2 separate regions of the Pan troglodytes genome follow, and region 1 is linked to region 2. A link is a contact called in public Hi-C data. All regions are on one chromosome and are shown on one strand. Each heading gives the region's core, a stretch centred on a gene start, on an enhancer-like site or on the middle of the called end of the contact. The rest is flanking DNA. Distances are from core to core; before and after follow the strand shown.

What was found. A called contact is a pair of places that touch in the nucleus more often than the background predicts.
Region 1: a Hi-C map of stem cell-derived neural progenitor cells shows a contact between it and region 2, with 5 times the contacts expected there. The contact joins two enhancer-like sites. A contact is called at or near these places in 2 of 7 Hi-C or Micro-C datasets (induced pluripotent stem cells and stem cell-derived neural progenitor cells).

The regions. Positions count from the first base shown.
Region 1 is chrX:69,922,722-69,927,201 of NHGRI_mPanTro3-v2.0_pri, reverse strand. The region is part of intron 1 of NHSL2 (NHS like 2); the gene reads right to left. Among named protein-coding and RNA genes, the nearest start is that of RTL5, 8.0 kb to the left of the region's middle. Within about 2 kb of position 2,326, at least 7 of the 24 cell types and tissues checked have an H3K27ac peak or open chromatin away from gene starts, as enhancers often do. A contact at or near this core is called in induced pluripotent stem cells and stem cell-derived neural progenitor cells, where this site is marked.
Region 2 is chrX:69,711,175-69,715,722 of NHGRI_mPanTro3-v2.0_pri, reverse strand. No RefSeq gene overlaps it. Among named protein-coding and RNA genes, the nearest start is that of CXHXorf49B, 150 kb to the right of the region's middle. Within about 2 kb of position 3,157, at least 6 of the 24 cell types and tissues checked have an H3K27ac peak or open chromatin away from gene starts, as enhancers often do. A contact at or near this core is called in induced pluripotent stem cells and stem cell-derived neural progenitor cells, where this site is marked.

The sequences.
Region 1 (4,480 bases), core at 1,077-3,576, 210 kb before region 2:
CAGGCTGGTCTCCTAGTTCTGCCCTGTCCTACCCCCCTGCCTCCAGCTTGCAGGATTCCCGTGGGGGAAACAAACCCTGGTTTCAGAGGCACATTTGCTTTGTCCCTTTAAGAGGAAGGGAGGGAGGGAGGAAACCATGGTATTTCTGACCATGTGCCAGGGACTTTCGCCAACATCATTTCATCTCCACAATTAAGTGAGGCAGGTGATGCTGTCTCCTTTTAGAGCTGAGGGACCTGAATCTCAGAGATATTAGGTCATATGGGGGACTCCAGGTCTTCGTGACTCCCAAACCCATATACATTCTTAACTCAAATACACCGTGCTTGCTATCTCCCAGGAGAGACTCCTGACAAGCTTGAAGTCTCAACCTGCCTGGATTCTGGGTCTTTGCCAAAGCAACGAAGCACGCATCAGGTGCACCATCTCTGGAAGCTCTGGGGGAACCAGCCAGGTGGCAGTTCTAAGTATGTGGTTGACTGCCCCTTCTAGGGAGGAACAGGGTTATGGGGTCGTGGGCTTCATCAGTGAGCACTAGGACTCCCCGGTACTCTTCAGGGGGCCTGACAAGGTCTCCAGCACCCAGGGGATTTCTTATGACATCACAAGTAGTGATAGGTGAGCCCAGATTGTGTTATGGCCAGAGAAGGTGGAAAAAAAGACAAACAGAGTCAGCCTTGCCCCAACCCTAAAGCAGGAAGCACTGTGGGAATGGGGAAAAGAACCCTGGATTCCAGTCCAGCCTTGCCGCTGACTCTATATGGGCTCTGGCATGAGTCTCATCCCCTCTCGGGCCATGGCTTCTTGATCTGTCTAGTCACTGTTGAGTCCCTGGGGCCCAGCACACTACTTGGTACACAGTAGAATCTCAATCCTAGTTTGGTACATAAATGAAGAAGTGAGTGAATAAATGGGCCACTGGATGGAGACCTAGAGGCAGCCTGCTAAGGGCATCTGCAGGTGGTACAAAGCTTGGAGGACTAGAAGATGTCCTCTAAAAGGGAATGAGGGGCCAAAAAACTCTCCCTAACCTGGAAGGATGCACTGAAATGACCTTTACTAGGGGCTCATCTGAGATCCTGCAGTCAGGTTCAGAAAAGCAACTGCAGAAGCCTAAGTGGGGGAGATGTGGCTTAGAAGAAGCTTGTGAAAATGAAAATCTGAGGATGTGAATTGACAGGAGATCGGTCAGAATCACAGACTGACCTGGCTGTCAGATGCGCCAATGCTTTCCTGGGCTGCTGCAATAGCAATGTGGAATCCTTGAGATGGGCAGGGCCCACCTGGGGCCCTGGCTGCCCTGTGGAAGGGGACAAAGTTGCACCTCACAGAAGCCCTTTGGCTTGCCAGGAGTAAGAAAACATCAGAATAAAAGGAAGGAAGGAAGGAAGGAAGACAGTAGAAGGGTGACAAGGATGGCGAGGGTCCTAAAAACCCTTTCCTGGGCTGAGCGATGGAGGAAGGCAAGGAAAATCTTGCTGCCTGTGAAACAGCTGTGACTTCCCCACGTTCATTCTGTAAGTGAGGAAACCAATCAGGCAAGTGGCTTGAGGTCACTTGCCCTGTTTGCCGAGTTTGACTGTGAACCCCAGCAGTTTGACATCCAAAGCCCATGCTCTTAACCTCTACTCCCCACCTGCACCCACGCCGTTGGAAACAAAATCTCCAGGAATGTCTACATCTAGAAAGCTCCCTAGGCAATTCTAACATCCAACACAGCCCAGCCTAGAGCAGCATAGAGCTTTGGGAACTAACTAGCCCGTGTGACATTTAATGGCCAGTTTGGTTCTGAGCCTTCCCCTAGAGCTCCCTGGAGCAAGAACCGACCCACAGATCCAGTTCTAGCACAAAGTAAGTGATCAAGAAACATAGCATGCGTGACGATCCCTCAGCAGGTACCATGGTCTGATGTGAGCTTGCCCCTCCTGGATACCTGCCTCAGATAGCAGGTGACACCCATTTGAGAGAGATGTGCCACAAGGTAGGTGCAGAATTCTGCCCCCGAGAAACCAGGTCCATAGGAGCCAAAGCCTGTGCCCTTGACCGCCAGAAGTGGCTCCTGAGGGTGGGGGTGGACTCTTCCAGGGGATAAGGACAGGCATTAATCAGGCAAGAGACCACCCCCTTAATGGGAGGTGGGGAGTGGGCTCCACCTCCGGCCAGCACTTCCTGTATCCTGCCCAGACTAGGGAAAGCTCGGCAGGCCACTTCTCCCCAGGGACTCCAAAGACAGAAACACAAATACCAGGGCTCTCGGTTGCCCTGGTAACAGCGGGACCTACTTGGAAGAAAACAGTTTCTTAAAGGCTTAGGAGGGTGGATATTTCCTTTGACAGAGAGCAGGCTCTGACCTGCTCCCTGTGTCCCCTCTCCCCTTCCTGCCTGCCACACATGGGGTAGAGCGGGGCCCCTCGCCTCAGCAACTCTCCTGATGGGGGGTGGGGGTGGTGTGTTTGTGTGGGAAAGTAGGGCCCAGGCTTTTTATTCTGCTCTTGCAGTGGGCTGTTCAGGTGAGAAAGAGGCTAAAAGGGAAGATGTCAGCAGGTGAACTCATGGCGAAGGTCCCACGGCCTGGGGAAGCCTTGCCTTGTAGGATCTCCTCACATGACCAAGCTAGAGAAGGGCGGGTGCCTCCAGCGACTGTGGTCTCCTTCACCTCTTGCATCATACAGATGAGGCCTGTTGGCTATGAGGCTTGCCAGAAAGAGTGTCCCCAAATTGATAACCTCTCCACCCACAGTTCAGCCCTTCCTCCTCTCTCACCTGAGCTACTGAAGCAGGCTCTAGTCTCTACCTGTTCTAATAGGTCCACCTTCAACATGCCTGGGGGTGGGGGCCGTGGGCCTTTGAATTCACACACCTGGCCTTGCTTCTCCTCTACAAAACCCCTCAATGGCTCTCCTTCCTCGTGGGAAGACTTGTAGACCTGCTTTTGGCATTTTCTTCCCTATCTGCTCATTAATTATCTATGCCATCTCATCTGCCTATGCTATCCTTCTTTCCTCTTCTACTTAGCCCAAATTTCAGACATCTTGAATTACTTCCTGCTTTTCTGTACATACGAGGCCCTTGCATGCCTCTGGGCCTTTGCACACTCCATTCCCTTTCCCTTAAAAATTCATGAACATTCCTGGCCTCACTCCAACTGGCAATGTTCTCCTCAGTTCCAAGACCACTTCCTCCGCGAAACTGCCTCCACTCCCCAGACAAGCCCCTGCCCTTCTGAGTTCCCCTCAGGCCCTCTAACCCCGACCCCACTGGCCTGTGAGGCTTGAGATCTACTTGGGAGCAGAGGCTGGTCCATGACTCCAAAGTGAATTTGTTACTGCAAGACTATGGTTCAGTGGGAGAACATGGACTTGTCCTCTTTGCAGATGAAGGCTGCATTGGCAATGGCCTTTGGAAAGAGGACTGGCCCCCTGAGACCTGACTGATTACTGATGGTATGCACGTGGAGCTAGGAGCCCCCCAGATAAGGTTGGAGGTGTGGACAGTAGGGAAAGCAGGGGAGACAAAGCAGGAGCTTGCAGAGTTGCTCCTTCCCAGCGAGCACCCTGTTGATGGCTTCCATTTCTCTGAGAGCCATCACCTCCTCTCAGTAGTGTGCTAAAGAGTGACCTCCACTGGGCTTGAGAGTCACATAGACCTGGCTTTGAACCCTGGCTCTGCCACTCCCTTGCTGTGTTCCCTTGACTTAGTCATTTCACTTTTCTAAGCCCCAGTTTCCTTTTTCTGAAAATTGAGATAATAATAGCATATATTAATGAGATGATTGATATAAACCAGCAATAACAACAAAAATAGCTAATAGTGCTTACCGTGTATTGGGCATTAAGTGGTTTACATTTCTTAACCCATTGAATCATCACAACCCTATAAGGTAGGTAGTGTTATTGTTCTGCCTTTTGCAGATTAAGAAACTAGGCACAGAAAGTTTCTCCTGACCAGTGTCACAGCACTAACATGCAAGTGCTTTTGACCCCTCCAGTAAGATAGGCAAAGTTCTGTGGATCAGAAGTGAGGACCATGGAGCAGGAGAGTTCCAAGATCCAGGGCAGGGTCTTGGTCTTTTTTTAGGTAATGGACGCTTTTGGCAGTTTGGTGAAACCTCCGGACCCCTTCTCAGAATAATGTTTTCAGGTGCATAAAATAAAATACATAGAATCACAAAGGCAAACAATCATACCGAAATGGTTAGAAAAATATTTTTTAAATTTTGTGATCTAGTTGTGTTACTACTTTCATAATGCGCTAAATCACAAGATTTAGTGGCAATTCTATAGATTAGAAATGTTGAAGTGGTGATGAACACAAATGATTTTTTGAGATACTTACAACAACAGTAATGTGATATGAAAATATTTGTGATTTCTGTTGGTGATAAACTCACAGATACCGCTAACACTACTGCGGTTTGTCACTTACATTCCTAATTTGAGAAAATGCTAAATTGTTGTTTGAGGTTCATGGAGAAAAGATC
Region 2 (4,548 bases), core at 1,908-4,407:
AGATGAAGAGGGAGTTTTCACCATGGACCCAACTGGCTGTATTCAAGCCAAAATAATTGTAAGAAGCAACAGAACATCTTTTCCACAGCAAGTTCATGAGCTAGTGTAACATGATAGTTTTCCAGTGTTATTAAACATACCTAGAATAATCTAGCCCTTCAGTGACTTCCTTGATGGCAAAGGAGATATTATATCCCTAGGCGGATGGCCTGATTGCTTTTGTAATTATCATCTAAGCACCTACAAACATTATATAGATCTCCAAGGGAGAAGTTGGAAAGCTTAGATTGACTCAGCATATGCTGGCAGGCATGGAGCTATTTCCCAATGGCTTTGACTACACCATTTTTTAGATGAAGAACCCAGTGTACAGGCCACAGATGCCATAAAACAGGACACATTCAAAACCAGATGTGGGGAAAACCTCAACTTATAGGCAGGGCCATGCCTAGGGTGTGGCAACTGCCACAGATACACAACCACAGGGGCCTTCGGCAGTCCTGTGGTCTACCCTCTCCTCCTTCCATCCCCATCTCCCACACCATACCAGTTACAAGAGCTTTTAGGGCAGTCTCAAAGGGGTTCAAGTTACCAAAGAACAGCCTTCAGTGGAGTGGGTGGGATGTTGCGAGGCAACTAGCCTAGCCCAGTCCACCCCTGTAACCTTGAAGATGGTGGGGGCATGACCCATGATTGTGATTGTGTAGAGAAGCACCTTCAACTTCTTCAGCATCCACTTTCTCCTCCTCTATCTCGCTCCTCCTCTCTCTGTCCTCTCCCTGCTGCTTCTCAGGGCCCCAGCCCAGCCTGCAGGCTATGGGCCAGTCTGACTTGCCACTACTCAGTCAGTGGCAGCCAAGTTGTCACTGCAGGGAAGCTATATACTGCTGGCCTGTCAGCTGTCATTCACTCTGGCCATGTTGCTTTCCAAACTTCCTCCCACCTTCCCAGGTTTCTCCTGCCCCATGGTCAAAATAAATAGCTAGAGGAAGAATCTGAGGGCAATCCAGACAGATGGAGGATATGCAGGGTAAAATGCTGACCCCCAGCAAAATGGTCAGTAAGGGAGTGGGAATCCTAGGAGGAAAACGCATAGGGAAGAAAAAAGGGCAAGACATGACAATGTTCATTTATTTACTTATTTACGGTCAAAATCTAATATTCGGCTTGCTAAACACCCTGTTGAAGCTTATGCCTGAGCGACAAGGGAGTGGCCAGATGGTGCACTGATTATGCTCCCCAACTCTCTTTGCATTTGGCACTTATGTTCAGACCATTGCTGAGAAGGCCTAATTTCAGTGCTACCCAATCACAGCTCCTGAAGAGAAAAGTGTGCACTGAGAACTTCAAGGGGAGTCTAGGGTAGGGCATTAGACCAGAAAATGGAAAATCAGACCTTTTCACCAACTTACAGAAGGTAGCTGTGTTCCATTTATGCAAGAGTCCTTTGGGTGCCTCTGAGCCATGGGACATGTACATTCTCAAAAGCAAGAGGCCACACCAGGGATGAGAGATGGCCACTCTTCCTGCTCTTGAAAACTGCCAAGAAGCCAAACCAGTGGTAATTTAACTTAACAATTGTTCCTCTCCATTGCAAGCTATCCATTGCATAAAGCCATCTCTTTCTAACCTAGCAGATCACCGGAGAGGGTTAGGTCCCAAAGGTGACTTGGTGAAGCCCTGCCTTCCCTCCCACGGAAAGGGCTTGCTAATTCAGTGGACAGGAAGGTAGAGTTGAAAAAACTGTCCTTAACTTACCCTACTGAACTCAGTAGGTGGCTCTCTGCAAACTGTGTAGGGATTTTGAAAACTACTCCTCAAGCTGACTTATCAAATTTCTCCTAGACTAATCCTGTAATCAGTGGGACCCCAGCAAAAAACTGAGCCCCTGCCATGCAGAGGCTCCTGGTCCAACGTCTACATTCCATCTGGCAGTCATCTGTGGCTTCCACCTTTCTTTTCCAATAGGACTCAGTTCATTTATCTCCACCAGAGACCTCTGCCATCTACCTCAGAGGTCAGAGACCTTTATGAAGAGAGGTGCCAGGGCCTGACTCCAGTCCTTCTGGAAGGGGTGGGGATGGGGTGGGGTCTGCAATGAAGAGGGGCTGGCCCAGGCAATTCTTTCCCAAGTTAGCTGGAAGCTTGCACTCAGAAATCAGCCAGCAGTCATCTTCTGCCTCCATCGGAAACTTTCTGGCCACACTGCTCCTTCTCTCCCCAGCTTTCTGGAGGAACCGATTGGCCCTGGTACCTGGCATGCCCCAGCTGTAGTCAGCATTTCCAGCCTACTCAGTCCCCTTGCTTTCAGCAGAAGTCCCACAGTCTCAGGGGCACTGCATTTCCACAGACAGAGGATTCCCCGTGTAAAGTGCTGGGATCCAAAACAGTAAAGGACAAGGGCTCGCGTAGCCCCCCTACCCTCTCACACGTCCCGCGTGCTCAGTGAGGGCACCACTGAAACCTGGTGTTTCTCAGGCATGGCTGATTCCTAAAGTGAATGCGCTTCAGGAAACTGATGATAGTTTCTTTAAATGATTCTCTCCAGCAAATAACAGCCAGACCCTAGCGGTAGTGGGTAGGGGGTCAGCAAAGCCCCGGACATTCTCCCCTCCCCCCTCCCGGCCACTCCCCAGCACAGCGGCCCAAAACGTGCGGAGAGAAGCAAGCGGGAGGACGCTCAGACACTCCTGTGAGTGGGAGCCGCGTCCACGCTCCAGCGGGAAGTTGCACAGGTTTAAAGCCTGTAGGCACCACCGCCGGCTCCTGCCGCCGCGTAGGTTGCGGTCGGCTGCGGCGCGCTTTCTGAAGTGGCCGAGCTCCTAGACAGGAGCAAAGAAGCCAGCGGCTCGGCCATTTAGCTCCCGACGCGGCGATGAGGACGGCGCCGAGGGCCTGGGGCTAGGTGGGCGGGTAGGGGGAGTATCGCCCAAGCCGTCCTGGACCCAGCGCGTCCCCAGCCAAAACCCCAGGAGGCGGCCACCAACCCCAGGGTCGGGAGTCCCAAGGGCACGGGGCCACTCCGGACGGCGCGACCGGGTCCAAGAGCAGGAAGTTCCAGCGGTAGGGCGACGGTGGGGCGGAGGCGGGGGTCGGGGAAATGGGATCCCCTCACTCCCCGAATGGAGGGGAGGGGAGGGGCGGAGAGAGGCGGGGAGAGGGTGGGCACAGCGCTAAGCGCCGACCGGCGCCCCTAGAGGCGGGGTAGACGCGGGGCCGCGAGCCACCGGGGCGCCGTTTTTACCTAGCTCTTCCTCGTCCTCCTCCGGGCCAAGCAGGCGGCAGGGAAGGCGGCGGCGGAGGCGCACGGTGCGCCGGTACAGGCTGTCTGTGCGGCGCCCCAGGGCCAGCAGGTGCCCCTCGAGGTCCTCGAGCAGAGCCAACGAGTGGCCACAGAGGTCGGCGAGCTGCCGGAGCAGGCTGAGCGCTGCCAGGTGGCTCACGTCGCGGAGCTCCGCCAGCTGCTGCGGCGGGTTGCGCGGGCACAGGCGCTGGGGTACCACCGTGCGCCTGTAGAACGGCATCCCGGCCGCGGGCGCGGGCGCAGGGGACCAGCCTGGCGGCGCGGCGGGCTCACCCCGAGCAGCGCCCCTGGCCCGAGCGCCCCTGAGCGGCGGCCCCAGCTCCGGGTGTAGCAGGCCCCTGGGCGCGGGCCGGAGAGCGTGCGGGCGCCAAAGACAACGGGCGGGTAGGCGGGCTGACGGGTTCCTCGCCTAGAGCGCCGGCTCCCCCGGGGCTGCACACTCGCCGGAGCCACCAGTCCCTCTGACTCTGCTTCGCCGGGCTCCTCCTCCTCCTCCCCCCTCCTCCTCCTCTCTTTTCTCCTCCTCCTCCTCCTAGCTCTGCTACTTCGGGATCCCCCCACCCACCTTTTTTTTTTTTCTTCTTTTGCGGTCAGAGATTCGCAGATTAACGCTTGATCCGGGAGAGGGAGAAAGGGAAGTAGGAGTAAAAAGAGCGAGCTGGAGCGTGAAAGAAGGAATGTCTGCGTGAGGGTGGACGTAAGGTACGGTGTAGAATGTGTGCCCCGGTCCTCCTGAGGAGCTCCACTCCCAGTTCTGATGGTTAAAGTTATTTTTTGCTTTTTTTTTTAACTTAAACTTTTTCTTCATAATTAAAAAAAAAAAAAAATTCAAGCACACCCGCGCCCACACCAGCGGGTAACCAGCGAAGACCGACCGAATAGTTTGACTTTATTGATCTAGATTTCCTTTCCCAAACGTACTCGGTGCCACGCACGGGCTAGACTAGGCTGTGAATACAACCTTCTAGCACCCAGGAGCTTGGAAATAAGGACCAAAGAACCAAATATCTTATTCGACTGTTCAAGAAGACAATGTCTCTAGGGAGTCCCACAGTGCCTGGACATTGTAAAGCCATTGGAGTGGATGAATAGAAACAAACCCATTTTCTGGAACAATAGACTTAATTCAGATAGAGGGACGCCACTCCATAGTTTATGCAAAAAGAGAGCCCAGGGACGCCTCCTTCTGGTAGGGTCCGCCAGCTGGGATAGGCTCTATCCCTGGCCAGACTGGGCTGCTGGGA